Linked DNA regions of Rattus norvegicus: region 1 is linked to region 2. A link is a contact called in public Hi-C data. All regions are on one chromosome and are shown on one strand. The core of a region is the stretch at or near the end of the contact, and the rest is flanking DNA. Distances in the headings are between cores, read along the strand shown. Region 1 holds the start of Bcl2l11 (Bcl2-like 11). Region 2 holds the start of Bub1 (BUB1 mitotic checkpoint serine/threonine kinase).

Evidence for each region. Hi-C and Micro-C count contacts between places; a contact is called where the count stands out from the background.
Region 1: a Hi-C map of liver shows a contact between it and region 2, with 4 times the contacts expected there. The contact joins the promoter of Bcl2l11 here to the promoter of Bub1 in region 2. A contact is called at or near these places in 3 of 12 Hi-C or Micro-C datasets (Schwann cells, liver and mammary epithelial cells).

What each region holds. Positions count from the first base shown.
Region 1 is chr3:135,817,718-135,823,788 of GRCr8, reverse strand. Bcl2l11 (Bcl2-like 11) reads right to left here and starts at 3,747. Exons shown (of 4, transcript NM_171988.3): 1 at 3,498-3,747; 2 at 706-1,100. The coding sequence starts at 1,087. Acoxl (acyl-CoA oxidase-like) reads right to left here. Exons shown (of 19, transcript NM_001415677.1): 19 at 3,498-6,071.
Region 2 is chr3:135,501,788-135,508,133 of GRCr8, reverse strand. Bub1 (BUB1 mitotic checkpoint serine/threonine kinase) reads left to right here and starts at 3,213. Exons shown (of 25, transcript NM_001106507.1): 1 at 3,213-3,537; 2 at 5,785-5,844; 3 at 5,927-6,065. The coding sequence starts at 3,512.

The DNA.
Region 1 (6,071 bases), core at 2,498-4,997, 320 kb before region 2:
CATGGATATTTTCTGCCACTCCTGGTTAAGGTTCTCCAGCTGAGCTGGGAGGTGTTAAGGGGAGAAGTTGGGGAAGTGGATGAGTTTGATCAGATGCAATTTTTATGCATGCAATCTCAAAACTAAGAATATAGTTTTTAGAAGATTCTACAACTGACTTTAGCCCCTGAAATAAAAATCTACAATCTAATCTCAACCATCCATACTAAATCCCTTGAGGCAAAACTGAGCTTAAAGGAGAACTGGTGCATAAAGCCATCTTCAGGGTTCTACCGTGGTTCTATGCTGGCACACACTTCACCTTCCAGAGGCTGTCTTCAGGAATGATCAAGTTGCCCATCACTCCCTTTACATGCCTGGTGGTTATTAAACTATCTTATATATCTGACCCTGTTCCTTTCTAACACAATGACATGAACACCTAAGCTTAGTGGTTAAAACCAACTCTACCACAGTTATAAACTTTGGCTAGAAGGCCACCGATTCAAACTTTGCAGCTCAAAGCTGATGTTTGCACATCCATAAATTCACAACAAACTCTACAAGTTAAAAAAAACTGTTGAGATCTCCATACATCTTGTTTTTATCAAAATATAGAATGAGTCGCTTGAGCAATTCTATGAGGCTTTAAATGCTCCCCAACAGCGTTGAAACCGATATTCAAACAAGCACACACCAACTGCCCCTTACCTAGCTATAGCTTACCCATTGCACTGAGATAATGGTTGAAGGCCTGGCAAGGAGGACTTGGGGTTTGTGTTGACTTGTCACAACTCATGGGTGCCGGGCTCCTGTCTGTGTCAAAAGAGAAATACCCACTGGAGGACCGGGACAGCAGAGAAGATCTTCTCACAAAGATGAAAAGTGGGGATCTGGTAGCAAAAGGACCAGGGCTGGCCGGTGGGGCCAGCGGGCCCTGAGGGCTGCCGTGGGGGCAGCGGTCCCCTTCGCCGTCGGGATTACCTTGCGATTCTGTCTGTAGGGAGGTAGGGGCCCCAGGCCTGAGCTGGGGAGGCCTCTCAGCAGGCTGCAATTGTCCACCTTCTCTGTCACACTCAGAATTTACATCAGAAGGTTGCTTGGCCATTTGGTCTTTTTTTCTGCAAGGAAACCGGAGGGGAGGAGAGACAACAAAACGATTATCTTCAGCAAATTAAGTTTTAAAATCATTTCATCCACTCGTTAAGAATTCTAGAGTCAACCTCAGATTCTTTGTTATGTTGTTTGCTTTTCTGACTATCTTCCAAGTAAGATCAAAAGTGCACCCAAAATAATGAAGGTGTGTTTATTTTGATGCAGGGTGAAACTAAATCAGACTACCAAACAAAACAAAGTATCAACTCCATAGCTTGTGGAGTCAGTTGGTGCGCTCACGCACATACACAACCACAGAAGTTTTAGGAGAAGCAGCTCATGGGAAGTCTACATTTCGTGCTTTTCCTTCAGGACAAACTTGAATCAAGTCTGAAAATCCCAGCGGGCTCCCATTTCCCGGGCTCAGATGCGGCGCTGGAGCACAGGAGCCGGCGCAGATGCAGAGATTGCAGGCGGCTGGCCGCCTTCCCTGCTCCGGCCCCATTGTTTGCCGAAAATGCTGAGGGCAGCAAGTCTGGAGAAGGTTTGGCAGCGGCCGTCAGTCGTAGTAAGTGCGTCACAATAGAGTTTGTAACTCCGAGCGCAGCTCCGCCCGGGTCGGGCGCCCTCGGCCGCAAGGTCCCTCCTGCTGCCTGCCCTGAGCGCCACCCCAAACACTAAACCACTTCTCTCCCGTGCAACCTTGCCGAAATGTGCACACTTCCAAATGGGGGCCTTCAGAGACATCCCTTTGAAAGTTCCACACCTAGCTACGTGCGCTTGGCAATACCCGGCGCAAGGCTGACTCTTTCCCTCCCCGGGCCACCACACGGAGACTCACGTCCGCCCCTTCCCTTCGGAGCGCAGCGTGTTGTGCCGATCGGACGACCCCTGCACGTAGCCACCGAGAAGGCAAGGGAAACAAAGCCGGGTCCTGGGCTCCAGGGCCCCTCGCCTGCCCGTCCGCCCTCCGCCACGCTCCGCCGGGGAGCCCAAGGTTTCGCGCGCCGCGCCTCTGGCTCGCGCTGCACCGGCCACCGCCGGGATCATCCTCCGCCTCCTCCCGCTCCGCCCCTCGCGCGCAGCTCCCGCCGCCGCGCGGGCACCGCCAGCCCTGCGCCCCTGGCGCCGGCTGCTAGTGCTCCCCATTGGCCCGCGCGCAGTCGCTCCTCACCGTAACCAATGGGCAGAGGCGGCGGGGGCGGCGCCTACGGGTCAGGCAGCCGAAGGCAAGGCGATTGTTGACAAACTCGCCTCCCAGCGCCGCGCAGACTGTGCCGGCCGCCGCAGCTACGGCTGGAACTTAGGGGGCCGGGCTGCTTTGCTTTGCGCCCCGCCCCGCCCCAGGGCCCGGCCCGGACGCCGCGCGCCTTGCGGGAATTCCCGCCGCCAAGGCATCGGGACATTAGAGACAAAGCGAGACCCGCACCCCTCGGAGATCCGCATGGGGCCACGATCACACTCCAGGCCACTCCGGGCAAAGGCCCTAACGGCCCCCGCAGTCCCTAGCCGAACTTCTTAGCAACTTCACCTGCTGTGCCCCCATGTGCTACCGACATGCACCAAATATGAACGACCCTCTCCGGTCTCGGGCGTGCACATCCAGACCTCCGCCCCCACTGTTCAGTTAGCCTTGCACAAGCAGTGCCTGCCTCGGGTGCATTAGGCTCGCGAGCTCAGGGGTCCGCTAGCCTATGCGACTGGGTCTTGGTGCGATCGGGCTAGAAGGAGTAGACAGGGCAGTCAGCTGGCTGGAGCTCGGAACACGCGTAGCCTAAGTGATCCTAGGGGGCTTACGGGGTCTCTTGTCTCCTGTAGATACGGCGCTCCTCAATATCCACAGGACGCTCGCAAAAAGAACCGGGCCGCCCGCGACATCCGGAAAGGCGAAATTGACCACTGTGGCCAAACTGGCTTGAGTGAGTACAAGCAAAGTCTGGGCGCGTGTGATTTTAATACTCAAACCTCCGCAATGAACCCGCGCCAGCGAAGAGTTAAGTCTACCCGCCCGCCGCTACTGCGCGGCTACTTCTCCCGGGCCGTCTGGGTCGCGGCGACGCTTCCCGGCTGGACGCACTACGGGCACTACGAAGCGGGACCTCCGCTCCAAGCCGAGACCACGCGCCCTCCTGGCCCGCGAGAGATGCCTCAGCGGCCCCTCGTGCAGCATCCCGGCCCAACCCGGTCTTCGGCTAAGAGCCCGCAGCTTCTGTGCCCACGACCCTTCCCCAGAAGTGCCTTGGCACGCAGAGACCTCGACCCGACTCCCAGCGTTCGCCTCCTGCAGCCGCGCGCCACGCGGGACAAACCAGCGCCTCCACCCGCACGTGCGACACCAGAGACAGATGAAGCCGCAGAGGTGGCTGCGGCGCCTGTCTTCTATCCATCCCCAGCCTGCGCCCCGGGAGTCGAGGAGTGTTTACCTTGCGTTTCTCAGTCCGAGAATCAGAGTCAGACATTGGGTGGACGAGGGCCAGGGGAAGGGCGCCGAGGCGGTGGCGGCGGGGGCAGCGGAGGTGGTGTGAATCCAAGTGGAACACAGCTCGCGGAGCGGCTGCAGGAATCCGGTGACTGCAACGACAACGGCGGCGGCGGCAAGGACCGCAGAGCTCCAACAAGCTGTTGACCCAGTGCCTGCGGGGAGCGAAGTGAAAGCAGCCTGCCCCAGCCACTCTGCTCTTACTGAGCCCCCGCTCCGGCGCCCAATCACCGCGGGCTCCGCCCCCCGCTCAGTCCGGCCCGGGCAAGCCGGAAGGTAAGTCCCACCCCCCACGGCCCCCAGGCCGCTGGCGCGTGCAGGCTGCGACAGGTAGTGGGGAGGGTGGCCCCACCGGCTGTCCTGCAGTTTGCGTGCGCCGCCCACCCCGGCGTGTTTACCCTAGTGACTTGGCCTGTGGGCAGCTGCATGCACGCCCATCCTCCACTCAGAATGTACCCGCCCCTCCCGGTCCGCCCGTGGCGGCCACCTCGCAGAGCGGAACTTAGGGGGCGCTCAGGGCACGCTGCTCTGTGTCCAGCCTGGCCGCGGCCGCCAGTTGGAAGCCTCAGGAGGCGCCCCTGCTCCCTTGGTTTGCGGAGCTTCTCAGCCCCAAACCAAAGGGACTAGATTGGTGCAAGGATGGGTACTGTCCTTTCCAAGAATTCCTGGCCTCCGGGGACCCAGATCAGAAAGATGCTTGCCCTTCCTCGGCTATGCCACAAGCGGGACTCTTCATCACCGCCGCCTTCTGTCCTCATTTAGGCTCTCCCTGGTTTTGTGTGTGTGTGTGTGTGTGTGTGTGTGTGTGTGTTGTTTTGTTTTGTTGTTGTTGTTTTTGTGTTCTATATGTTTGTTTCCCCAGTGCAGAGCTGGTGGTGGGAAGGACAGTTGAGAGACCAGGGAGGCTTCGGGGAGCGATGGGCGTGCACGATAAAGCAGATAAAATAGGGGAATGAGAAAGTTAACTCGAAAAGAATAAACAAGGAAAAGGAGGTGGGCTACCAAATAAAGACTGTTGCGCCATGAGCTGTACTGGGATCCTCAAAATTTATTGGGCTCACAGAGTACCGCCTGGAACTGTCTACCCATCGGCCCGCTGAAGCTGGCGGCCGCGGAACAGCGGAATTCAGGGCAAGCTAGGAAAGCCAGAAGGGGGTTGAAAAATCCCCTGACCCTCCTGAGGCCTTCGTGACCCTAACCGAAGTCTCGAAGTCAATGGTGCCATGTGCGTCCCCACCCCCAACCTCTTCTCTCACAGCGGCGGCCGAGAGTAGCTGGTCTGGAAATGGATCGTCCCCACACGTGAGGATTAAAGAAACTCGATTTAAGGGCTACCCAACCTGCATCCAGGCTGGCAGCAAGAGGGACATGGCCTTTTCATGAGGAACAAGTGTCAGGTGGCCTGTCGTCCCACCGTTGGACCATCTTGGTCATTTTGATGTTTATAAGCGGACCTAACGTCACGGTGACACAGCAAAGCCCCAGGCTAAATCTTGGCTCTTAGGTGAATCCTGAGCGAGTTATTGGTTAAGAAGTTATTGGTTCCCAGGGAAACTGGGGGGCTCAGGACAAAGCCTTGCTGGAGGTGAGGGACGATCGCTATAAGAGAGCACAGGGCAAGGGCATGGATGCAGGTCTGTCTTGACCAAGGCTGTGAACCAGTACTGTGCCTTGACCGACCACTCGGCATCCCACCCATGCAGCCCAATCTGCTGCTGCTACTCCGGGAGTCCAAAACCAGTAACAAGTCTGCCTGCTCCACGCCCTCAGCGGGCAGCCAGGCGCCTCAGCCTTAGACTAGAGAAGAACCACACAGGGATGGGGGGGTTGGGGGTGGGGAAAGCTCCGGTGTTTCTTCGTAGGAGCAGGTTGCTCTGGAGTCTTCCGATTTTGCAACCCTGGACACACTAAAAGAAAATTTACAGGCACTGGGGAAAGCAACGGACTGGGCTATGTGCTCTTATTTAGGGCTGAATTAGGAAGCCGGGCTGGAGGCGGAGGCTCTTGCATCACCCGCGAACAAGGCAGTCAGGGGAGCTTCCACCAAGTGCCTCAAGTAAGGTAGCCGCGGGCATTTGGGCCCTTGCAGTTTCTAGGGTTGGGTCGGGAGAACTCCTGGGATCGGAGTTGACGGCGGGGAAGAGCAAGGTGGGAAGGGCCAGTGGATCACCGGTGCCTTCCCGAGGCTGCCAACGATGTGGAGGAAGGGAATCGAGACGATGGCTAGAGATGAGAACGAAACTGGGCAACGCCAAGTCAGAACACAAATGAGAAATTCATTTCCGCCTGTGTAATCTCTCCAAATTCCAAAAACACTTTATTCCAACTATTCCCCAGACCCGCCATCCCTACCTTTCCAAGTCGCCGGAGCACCTTTCTACCGTTTAATATATTAAACTTTTCACACGTACGCTTTTCTGAAGGCTAGGTAACAGTTTAGCGAGGAGAAACTTGTTGCGCATGATCCTGCGGTCCGGAGATCGCCTACCTGGTAAGACTAGGGCGACTCCGGGCTTAA
Region 2 (6,346 bases), core at 1,964-4,463:
TAGATGTTCCAGCTACCCCTGGTCCAGGCCCAGAAATCCTGCCCATGACAGACAGATATAGACCAGAAAGGTTGGAATGAAGGGAACCAACAGTGATTGGCCTCTGAGAAGTATAACTTGTCTGTAATGGACTGGAGAGGGAGGGCCTCTAAATTAGTCTCCAAGAGCTTCTCAGGTCTTCAGTACAAGAGAAAGGCTCTAAAATTGTTTCTGGCTTCCCTCTGCACAGCACCTGGCCTCTTGGCCCTGGAAGGAGCAACAGACTGACCCCCTCCCCAGCAAGGTCATTTATAGGGCATTCTACGTGCAGTGGTTTATGGTGAGGTACTGCATAACCTTGAGCATCTGGTGCTCAGGTTTCCTTTAAACTTCGTCTACAGATGAATAACCAGCAATGTTTAATGACTTGCCCAAGGGCACACATCTCTTAGTCGCTTCCTAAACACCCTATCCAGGGCTCACATAAGTGAGTTACACACTACAGGACTGACTTGGGGCATTATTAATTAATGAATGCTATTTTTATGGAGACTACAGGGCGTGGACTCTACAACCCAAAGCTGTGGTTCTGTAATGAGGTGCAGCCTGTCCTTGTGAGCATTTGAGTATGTAAATTTCAGAAATCATGTAACCATAGTAAACCTAAGAGTTTAAAGGCATCCTGGAGCTTGTTCGGACAGTTCCTTCTTTTCTGATGGGGACACTGCAGGGGATATTCTCCAATTGAGTAGTCTCTGCCTGCTGCTCAAAACTTGGGGTAAGAAAAATGGAAAAACTGGGAGTGGAACAAAAAAGCTACTATGTGGAGCAGAAGAGACCGGGAAAAGGCTTGGCTTTAGGCTATTGGTTTGCTTTATTTGCCTTGTGCTATTTGCTCACTGTGAACAAAAGTGGCAGAGGGAAAACTTGGGCAGTTTTTAATTACTGGATCTTCTTACCCCCATATTCTAGACAAATGTCCAGAGAGAGGAAAGGCACAGCCTCCTGAGACAGCCACCACAATATCTTCAGAAACGACAAGGTTACTGAGTACACGCCGAGGGAGCTGTGCGCCAAACAGCAGAGTCACCTGGGGCTGTGTGCACACAGCAGCTGCTCCTCCGTGATTCCCAGAAAACAGTTTTGATTGGTGGGTGTTTGACAGGAGGCGTGGTTTAAAGAGCAGTTCCTGGTGTTAATTTTAAACAGTCATACTCGGCCACAGTTTCTTTGGACAGTGCCGGTTAGACTTCTCCAGCACAGGTAAAATAAAGGTCTGCACAAGAAAACACAAATGGCTACATTGTGATAAACCAAGGCTATCACAACTTTCCACTGTTATCTTAACTAAAACTTTTCGTTAAGAGAAATCCATTGTTAAACAGAAATCCATTGTTAAACACAAGGCACGCTTTTGTAATATATAAGGCATAACAATAATAAGAAAATGAGCAATACGTGTGCCCAGATTAAACATATAGATGTCTGTATGTAACTTGGGTTCACTTTACCTCTTCTCCAGCCTTTCCTTTGCTCCCAAGTAGACTAACTAGAGTGTTGTTATTCTGCTTCTAATTAAGGCCAAAGAGTTGTGTCCAGGGTGAAGTCCAGAAAGCCTCACACAAAGGCTGCTAAATTAACATATGAGAAGAATCTGTCCACGAAAAGAAAGGCTGAGGAGGTCTTTGAACTGGCCAGAGCCACTAGTATCTTCCCCCAACCCACCCCTCATTTCCCACCCCCATCCCATGCCTGAAGGTAACATTTTAATACTGAAATACTAATGAGACATGCCATGCATGAATTTGTAAAGACAACCTCATGTAACGCGGCATGCACAAGCAATCTCATGCTATGAAGATGACCCAAAACCCCAGAGAATGTGGCATGAAAGTCCCAATCCTTTGGATGGCCTTTATTGAGTTTCTATAAGCCTTCTTTCTGCTTTAGGCTTTAGGGTTTCTCTGTGTAGCCCTGGCCATCCTGGAACTCACTCTGCAGACCAGACTGACCTGGAACTCAGAGATCTGCTTTTTCTCTGCCTTCTGAGTGCTGGGACTAAAGGCATGTGCCACCACAACCCAGTTTGGAAGTATATTCTTTTTTTTTTTAATTTATTTTTTATATATAAGTACACTATAGCTGACTTCAGACATACCAGAAGAGGGCATCTGATCCCATTACAGATGGTTGTGAGCCACCATGTGGTTGCTGGGGTTTGAACTCAGATGGCTTTTCCGGAGGTCCTGGGAGTGTATTCTTCACTTTGCTTGTTACTATATACTAGGAATGCAAGAACCTGGAACTCCCTCTAGTGGTGTTGACCAATTCTGACATCTGCCAATATCATGATCACAGACAATATTTTAGTGTGCAGCTATAAAAACATGTCAGGAATATCCCTCTAGTGAGTCTAAGAAATCAAATGAGAAGTCACTCATAATTCTTTTCTCTAGGTTAGGAAATGTCTCTCAGTCTATCAACTTAAGGAAGCTGAAACTCCCAGGACCTTTAGAAGCAGGAAGGTAAGTAATCACACGAGCCTTTTATGTTCTACTTGCTTTGGTCAAGTGACCCTAGAGAGGCAAAGTGGGAAATTATTAAAACTCAAGAGGCAGAGAAGACTAGATTATTTCTCAACTCACTCTCAGAACACATGAACACGTTAAATATTTATTCTTGGACATCCGGACTCTTTACAAAGTTATTATGAATATTTTACGAATATTATTATACGAATATGTGTGAGTGTGACTTTATCTGAACCTAGTATGTGCAGGTGCTGGCAGAGGCCAAAGGCGCAGGATCCCACAGAACTCTGGAACACACACACACATACACGGTCCTACAAACAGGGCTATTTTTCTTCATTCATGAACCCGACATGAGTGTGGTTTTCTTATTTGTTATACGAGTATGTACCACGGCATGCGTGTGGAAATCAGAGGACAACTTGAGGAAGTTGGTTTTGTTTCCTTCCACCTTATGGATGCTTTTATTCACTGAGCCAGCTCACCAGCCATGCAATTTCTGTTAGTTAAGCAAAGAGAACAAAAATTCGCGACTCTCAAGACCCAGGAAGGCTCAAAGCAGTTCCAGTCACAGAATCGTCGCGTTCAGCCTGATAGTGTAATACTGTAAACCAGTTGCAATTCCTACAGTTTAAAAAATAATAACAATAATCCCTATGTTTAAAAAAAAATGGTTATTGTCTCACTAGAACGGAAACGAACCTGACCTCAGCCAGCACCTAGCCTAGGATTCACTAAAGGCCTAAGGGCAAGTGAAAGAACGGCTGAGGAGGGCGAGGGGGTGGGGGCGGGACTTTGTCTCCCAGCAACGGGCGCAGCGATTGGCCAACTTTCCCGCAGCGGAAACCAATAGTCAGGCGCGCTGCCAACGCTCGACATTACAAGTGCGGCTGCGCGGGGAATTCGAATCGCTGGCCGCCTTCGAGGCTCGGGGTGGGGGCTGATGGGGTGTTTAGTCGGCGGCTGATGGGGTATTTCACCGCTGCGCGCTTTTTCTCGTCATGGACAACCTCGGAAATGTCTTTCGGTAAGTGTCGTTCAGGTGGAGTGAGAGCGCGAGCCGGACTGAGTGCCGGTCCGGACGGTTGGAGTGCGGGTCCCTCAGGAGCGCTTTCTCCTCAGCGCTGCTTCCTCAGTGGGTTTGCCACACCAGGCCTCAGGCAAGGCGGCGGCCCCCGGCTCACTCGCGTAGAGGTGCAAGCTGCAGCCGGTTACTGTTTTGTGCACAGGATTTGGGATTTGGGCAGTCTGCCAGACCTTCAGAAGTCACGTGTGTCCATGGAGAACTCGGTCCAAATGCGAGGAACGCCCTGCCCTCAAAACCCAAACTAGGGTGGTGAGATTTTTGGAGAAAATTACAAAATCTCTGGTAAAAACGCCACCCAACTAAGGAAAAAATTTACTATTTCTCGATATGTAAGAAACAAAAGTTGAAGCTGAACTTTATGGAAAAAATGCTTGCTATTAAGTCATTTAAATCTTCCTGCAACCAGATTTTTTTTTTTTTTTTAAGATTACCACACTGATTGCTTTTTTACTTTTTTATTTTTTGGACTGGGATGGGGTGCACTTAGGTGACTTACCCAGCCTGTGATGGTAAGCCATTTTAAAACTGTTAAATCAGATGTTACAAGAAATACAATTTTTATTTTTATCAGTCCTTTAGGTATTAGATAAGTAAGATATCCAAAATCTGTTGGCGTTAAGCAATTTAACTTTTGATCAGATCGACTAAGGATCTCCCCTCCCCATTCTAAAAAAGTAACTAGGTATTTTGATTTTTAAAGGCTAATTTGATGTTTTAGCATTAAGTTACAGTGTGTTTAAGCGATTTTCCCAGGAGATGTGGTTGGTGTAAGGTTATTCAATGTTTACCTTGGACAAATATTTGTATATCTTATTTTGCTAAATAAGAACTTATAAACAAAGAAGTTGTGCTGACATTTCAGACATGCTAAAAGGAATCCAAAATGTGTTCCTTTTAAGTGAAAAAAGTGAGAGACCTTGATCTTTAAAAAAAAAAAAAAAGACATTACTAAAATCTATACTACTACTGCCCACAAAATCATGAGACAGCCTTTGCAGTTTCTCTAAGTGATTTCAGTATGCCAATGAAATATATTTTGAGATAGATTTTCTCATCATCTACAAAAATACTACTTTTAAATTCTTTCTCTCCTAATCTCATTTCTCAATTTAAAAACCTATGAGTGTTTCTCAACTGGATTCATACTGAAAATACAGTTGATTCCCATCTTCCCTCTCTCTGTAGTTGTACATATGCTATTCTCACCCTTACTTACTACCTATTAGGACTGTGCCATAACTTCTGAACTGATTCCTATTTATAGTTCCACCCCTACCCCTTTATGTAAAGGAACAAAGAAGACATTTTAAAATGCTGGAGAGATGGCTCGGCTGTTCAGAGCACTGACAGTTCTTCTAGAAGTCCTGAGTTTAATTCCCAGCAACCACATGGTGTCTCACAACCATCTGTAATGGGATCCGATACCCTCTTCTGGTGTGTCTAAAGACAGCAACAGTGTACCACATACATAAAATAAATAAAATTTTAAAAAATGCAGATAGAGCTTGCCTCTTTACACTTTACACCTTTTTACACTAATTTTGATTCCTTAAGGATAACTCGTGCCCACTCTTACCACTTAACTTGCCTCCCTTTTCTATTTAACAGTCAATGAAACATGGTACTATTTTTTTATGTTTTTGTTTGTTTACCCCACTAGCACGTGAAGTTGTTAGGACTTGATTTGTTTGCCTGACTAATTAAACTGTGGTTAGGTATTGTGGAAGTAAGAAAAGCAAAATCCTCTGGGAGCTCTATGGGTATTTATCAGCACTGTCATCATGTGCTTATCCTTTGGGACAATGTTAGATTTGGACTCAAGCAAACAGTCTCTGGAAACTCCAAATTGTAGTATTGGGGCTGTCACACCAGAGGAGAGGCTTTCTTTGGATCTTATTCTAACCCCCTAACTTACCTATGCTCCTGAGAAATAAGGGCCTAAGTATCGCTTGTCTCAATACCACTGGGGAGCAATGACATTGGGATCACCAAGTCTAGATAGACTTTGAGGCAAATACTGATTCTGACTTTTCTGAACACCTCTGAATGATTGCTCTTTTATGTGATATTTTGGTTGATATTCAGGATTTCCACTCTCAAGTATATAGATAACATAATGTAGAATCAAATATATCTTTGGCATCCAGGAATTATTCCTCCTTTCATGTCTGTACTTTTGTGTTCTAGTATGTTTGAAGCCCATATGCAAAGCTACAAGGGTAATGACCCACTTGGAGAATGGGAAAGGTTAGTGCATGTTTGTTTGTTTTCCTTTAAACAAAGGAACCATATGCTACCCTGTGGAAAACTAATATCCATATTTTTCTAGCTTTATGAAGTGGGTAGAAGAAAATTTTCCTGACAATAAAGAACACTTGGTGACAATATTAGAACATTTAATGAAGGAATTCTTAGATAAGAAGAACTACCACAATGATTCAAGATTCATCAGTTATTGCTTAAAATTTGTAAGTATAATTTCAGGTAGACAGCTAAATATAATGTTTTACTTCTGGTTCTCTCCCTTGCTTTTTGGGGGTAAGGGGGGTTAAGACAGGGTTTTTCTTTGTAGCCCTGGCTATCCTAAAACTCACTCTGTAGACTAGGCTGGACTGGAACTCAAAAAGATTCACCTACCTCTGCCTCCAAGTGCTGGGATTAAAGGAGTGCCCAACAATTGGCTGGCTTTTGGACTCCTTCTTGTTAAGATCATTTTAGACTGCCTTTTTTAAATATCAATTTCTTGCTT